2 separate regions of the Mus musculus genome follow, and region 1 is linked to region 2. A link is a contact called in public promoter capture Hi-C data. All regions are on one chromosome and are shown on one strand. Each heading gives the region's core, a stretch centred on a gene start, on an enhancer-like site or on the middle of the called end of the contact. The rest is flanking DNA. Distances are from core to core; before and after follow the strand shown. Region 1 has its middle 12 kb from the start of 4930515B02Rik. Region 2 has its middle 39 kb from the start of Iffo2.

The links. Promoter capture Hi-C pulls out the DNA fragments that hold promoters and counts their contacts.
Region 1: a promoter capture Hi-C map of liver shows a contact between it and region 2, with 5 times the contacts expected there. The contact joins two enhancer-like sites. A contact is called at or near these places in 3 of 39 promoter capture datasets (the 3T3-L1 cell line, hippocampal neurons and liver).

The regions. Positions count from the first base shown.
Region 1 is chr4:140,859,048-140,861,747 of GRCm38.p6, reverse strand. No RefSeq gene overlaps it. Among named protein-coding and RNA genes, the nearest start is that of 4930515B02Rik, 12 kb to the left of the region's middle. Within about 2 kb of position 1,372, at least 38 of the 459 cell types and tissues checked have an H3K27ac peak or open chromatin away from gene starts, as enhancers often do. A contact at or near this core is called in liver, where this site is marked.
Region 2 is chr4:139,534,308-139,537,007 of GRCm38.p6, reverse strand. It overlaps a transcript of Iffo2 not described here. Among named protein-coding and RNA genes, the nearest start is that of Iffo2, 39 kb to the left of the region's middle. Within about 2 kb of position 1,382, at least 97 of the 459 cell types and tissues checked have an H3K27ac peak or open chromatin away from gene starts, as enhancers often do. A contact at or near this core is called in liver, where this site is marked.

The DNA.
Region 1 (2,700 bases), core at 123-2,622, 1.3 Mb before region 2:
CCATTGGACTTGCAAACTTTATATGCCCCAGTACAGGGGAACGCCAGGGCCAAAAAGGGGGAGTGGGTGGGTAGGGGAGTGGGAGGGGTGGGTATGGGGGACTTTTGGCATAGCATTGGAAATGTAAATGAGCTAAATACCTAATAAAAAATGGGAAAAAAAAGAATTAGGACAAGGGACTTCCTGTCCTGGAGATGGCCCGTATCATGTCTTCCATGCAACTCTGGTTTTTTTAACTCACTGCCAACCCTGACCACACTTGCCCAGAAGGAGCCTGCAGGCACAGGTAGGGACCAACTGCCTGGACCATGGCAGCCTAGAGACCACTTCTCCTCTCAGTCAGCCAGGAGGCTTCAGAAGGACCGGGCCTGAGTCCTGTCCATCGGACCAAGAATCTTGAGGGCGGCGGGGTTTTGTTTTCTTAGAGGAGGCTCCTAGGGCTGGACCCTCAACCTGGGGTCTCACAAAAGCTCTGCCTCTACCATCAGGCCAGCACCCTCACCCCACCCCCACCTGTGAGAACAGCACACAGGAAGAATACACTGCTCTGTAGGTGGCTGGCGCTTGGGACCAGGGCTTGGGTGTCTGGGAGAACGGTGCTATGCATCCACGGGAGAAAGTGGGGCAGGAAGCAGCAGTTCTGTATCAGTTGCTGCCTGCCCTGCCCGGCCAGGCTGGCACCCCCAGCTCTGGGGCTGGAGGCCAAGATCAGGTACAGTGATTCAGGCCTAGGTTGAGCCGTAGGTGCTCAGCCCCAGCCTCACTCGGACCGGCCTCATTCTGGTGAGTGGCACAGAGGCTGCGGTGCTGTTAGGGAGAGGGTGGAGATGGGGCCTCAGAGCGATACTTACCCAGTGCTGTGTCAAAGAAAGATAAGGCTAAGAAGAGAGAGAACCAGAGGACCCCACCAGCCTGTGTGTGTGTGGGGGGGTCTCACAACTGAGACCCAGGGCTCCCTATATTCCTCCCAGCTACCTCTGGGAGAGACCAGTTTGACTTGAGGGAGCCCCCTCCGGTCTCAGGGTGAGTAGAATCCCTCCTTTGTGGGCTTGGTTCACTCAGCTTTCCATTGCTGTGATAAACCATCACTGAGAAAAGCAACTTACATAATGACAGGTTTATTTTGGCTTAGAGCTCTGAGGGTTTGACCTCCGGGTCACCTTGATAAGCAGGGAGCCTGCGACCAAGCTACCTGCTCTCTCCAAGCTGGCTGGAAAGCAAAGGGGACCAGAACAAGTGTCCCCATTCAAAGGCACCCTCCCAGTGGCCTACTTCCTCCGGTGGCAGCTCCTGAAGTTTCCACCACCTCCCAACAGCCCATTAAGCCATCGATGGATTAATCAGCCAAGTAGGTAAAGGTCTCAGTGATCCATTGCTCCCACAGGCCACACCTCTGAAGCCCACAGGCCACACCTCTGAAGCCCACAGGCCACACCTCTGACTCCCACAGGCCACACCTCTGAAGCCCACAGGCCACACCTCTGACTCCCACAGGCCACACCTCTGAAGCCCACATGCAGGAGCCTTTAGAGAACACTTAGGATCCAAGTCACTGTGCACTCAGCAGTTAGCCCCGAGCCAGCGATCCTCTCCTGGTCCCTCTGGGGTAGCAAGCCACCCTTTTCTTCTGTTTGCAGACCTCCCCTCCTCCTTCTCCTCTCGTTACTATCTGCAAGACCGAGGATGCTCTCCCACAGGGCCTTCTGAGCGAGGCACATGGACAGTAGTCAGGGCTACACAGAGAAACCCTGACTTGACTTAAAACAAACAAACAAATAGGCAGATAGATAGATAGATAGATAGATAGATAGATAGATAGATAGATAGATAGATAGATAGATAAGAAGCAGCCCCATGCACTTTGAACCCTGCCCCACAATGCACCACGCAGGACCCTCTGAGTAGACTGAATGGTTGAGTGGGTTGCTGACTGCTCTTAGGTGTCCTAGGGGAGTTAGGGTTACTTTCCTGTCTGAACTGCTCTGGTCACCTGAGCTTAAAGGGTTCACATGTCTCCCCTTAAGGAGACTTCATCAACACTCCTGATAGCTGAGAAGCGAGCTACGCCTTCACGGATCTTAGAGGGAGCTCTGTTTGCCAGTGTCCCTCAATTCTAGGGACAGGGGGTTGGCCCCGCCAGGTTGTGGAAGCCTTGCTTGGCCTTGGCTGCAGAACCTGGTGTCTGGGGCACCGTGGGGCTGACTCAGAAGAGCTGGGAAGGGTGGAGGCTTTGCGGGGGTGCATTAGGCCCCGCCCATGAGGGCTCTGAGGAACTGGTGCGTGTCCGGTTCGGATGAGGGCGAAACCTTCTTTGAACCCCTGTGGCTGCCTCTGCTGAAGAGGAGGTTGTAAGCCACACAGAGCACAGAGGGCAGACAAGTTGGCTATGTAATGCCAGATAGGATGGCCTGCATGGTTGGTCTATTTGGGAGCCAGGCTCAGTCCAGGAGAGAAGTCTATGGCCAGTTAGTAACTGAGTGGCCAACATCTAGGCAGATGTGGGGGCCAGGACAAGTACATTGGGCACCTGGAGCCATGGACACCAGGGTTCTTGTCTGGCCCCTTTCTAATGACCTGATGTCACCAACTCCCTTCTAGGTGTCAAATGTCCCATTTGTTAGCCTGTGTGTCACTCAGGGACTATAGTTTACTGAAATGGGAGGCACTGTGGGCAAGTCGGTGAGGTAGGGCCAACCTTGA
Region 2 (2,700 bases), core at 133-2,632:
CAAGACACAAGTGAATGAACAGACAGGCAAGAATCTGATGAATGAATGCCCGGCCTGCCATCCTGATACCGAGACCAGTCTGCCGTCTTCACAGACACCTGGCAGCGGCTCTGACAAACACGCCCCAGTTACTTTCCATCTGGTGCCTCTTGGCAAGTTTTAGCTGGTGCAGAGAGAGTTGCCCTTCACCGGATTCTTTTACAGGCACCAACCAAACCCTCTCCTCTCCCACATTCCTCCATATATTCCCCTGAACACTGAGTACCAGGACTGTGGGGTCACTGAGTTTCAGAGCTGGAAGGAATAGATGTCCAGTCCACTTGTCTATGTTCCATACATGGGAAACCTGAGACTCAGAGGGGGCAAGCAACTCACCCAAGGCCACACAGCAAATTACTGCCAGGGTTAGGGTGGGCTCAGACTCCTGCCATCCATGTTCCTTTTCCTTCATAAGCACAGCAGCACAGCAGGGACCTTATCCAGGTCTGTGAAACAGAACATACATGACAGATCCACCATGTGATGTCACTCGGCTATTACTGTCACTTTAGGGAGGCTGGAAAGAACTCTTGAGGTGGTCTCAATCCCCCTCTCACATTTCCGAGACTCCCCCTTATAGACCTTCTCCCCCACAGGAGAGTCTCTGGCAGGCTGGGGCCACAGTGAACCCTGCATGCCTGCAGATGGCTGTAGGGCTATGGGGGCACACATTCCTGTCCCTTGAAAACCATCAGAGTCCCCTCTAAGCTCTGAACTGGGTGGGTCATGAGTCGGCTTCCAGATGCTGCTATGAGGAACACCAAGGAGGCAAGGCAGGTTGTTCAGGGCCCACTGTCAGAATTCACAGAAAGCCCGGGCTGTGGGTCGCCAGTCCACAGGGGTTGACATTCTCGAATTAGTGACTCACAGGTAGGGGCGCTGGAAAGAAGAGACAGGACGGACAGACACAGACGGCAGGCACAGACTGGAAGGTCCAGCCAGGGCCAGGCAGAGCCTCCCACTAAGCAGCCTTGTAACCCCCTTCACAACTTTTACAGGCGGCCAAGCAGTACAGAACAGGGAGGCACTCACTCACTCACTCACGTCTGTGTTTCCACAGAGGACATAGCCAGCTGCGGTTAGGCTCCCTCAGCCCTTCAAAGGCAAATGACACAGAGGGGGAGGGACAGGAGAAAAAGAGTGCTGGCTAGGGGCTGGTGGTGACTGAGGCTTGGGGTGGGGGGCTGGGGACCTGGGTGACAGTCATGGGCACTAGGATCTTGCAGGGGCCAGGTGTCCCCTGTAGCAGCCGGCAGCCAGGTCCACTGGTGTTTGACTGGGCGCTGTTAACACAGCCCTGGTACTGTATTGGGCCTAGTGACACTGGGGAGGCAGGCTCTGTTGCAGGACAGAGCATATTCCAGGCGGGGCAGGGAGGGGTGGACATGCAACAGGCTAAGCCCAGCATCCGGCCATGGCTCGCCCCACTTATCCTGTCCCAGGACTGAGCATGACACAAGGCTTGCCAGAGGGGGGGACAGTGAAGTCCTTATTCCTTATAAAGTGAGAACTGCGTGCTGAACCCGTCCCAGCTTGGTGGCTCGGCTCATTCATAGCAAAGGCATCTCTTTCAGCCCTTTTCAGCAAAGCCTTTCTCCACAGTAGAGGTGACATCATCTTTTGGTAAACACCGCCTTGAGGTCAATTTCCTTTGAACTTTCTGCTTCTGTTTAATCTGCCGAGCTTTGGGGAGCCGGGGTGGTGGTGGTGGCTGGCAACCCAGAGAAGGGCAAAGGTCCCCGGCTGAATCACAAGCCCAGCCAAGTTCAACTCCTGTCTGACGCTGCCACTCTCTGGCTGCTGAGGCTTGACCCATGCAGGCTGTGTCTTGAGAGTTTGTCTTGTGAAGTCACCGTTGTGGAAAGGAACCTGGAGAATGCAAAACCCTGCACCCTCCAATCCCAAGGACTTAGCAAAAGGCTCCTATGTGTCAGGTACCACACTGGTATAATGCGCATGCTCAGATTTACACATCTGCCATGTATGCACACATACACGGTGGCGCATGAACATATGTGCACATAAAACACACATACACACGCAGAGAGAGAGAGAGAGAGAGAGAGAGAGAGAGAGAGAGAGAGAGAGAGAGAGAGAGAGAGAGAGAGAGAGAGAGAATGCTGCAATCTGGTGGACAGGGCACTTTTGCACTCTCAAGTCAAATGTGTCCATAAACTAAGAATAAAGCCATTGGGATTGGTGCTAAGCTGAGGTCTGAGCTCAGCAGTAGAGGCCTGGGCTGGGTCTCAGAGCTCAGCACTTGCCTAGCATGTGTAAGTGCGAGAGTTCGGGTCCCAGCACTGAAAAGGCAAGTCTGCAATGGAGATTTCCGCTAGTGGGAAGCAGGCAGAGCAGATAGGATGTTCCAACGGAGGAAGAGCTGATGGGACAGGAAGTGGGAAGGTGGCCGATGAGAGCTATGCCCCAGAGCCCCAGGCTTCTCCCTGGTCAGTGAGAAAAATCCCTCTGCTCAACACAGTCACGGCAGAGCTGTAGGCAGCAGGACACAGAGCCAGGAGCTGACCAGTATGAACGGGTGGCTTCGAGGGCAAACATCATGAAATGGTACCACTTTAACTAATTTGGAGCTGTGACACTGTCATCCCTGGTTATGGTGTGGACAAAAGGCCACAAACACATCTGAAGTCAGTCTATCTGACA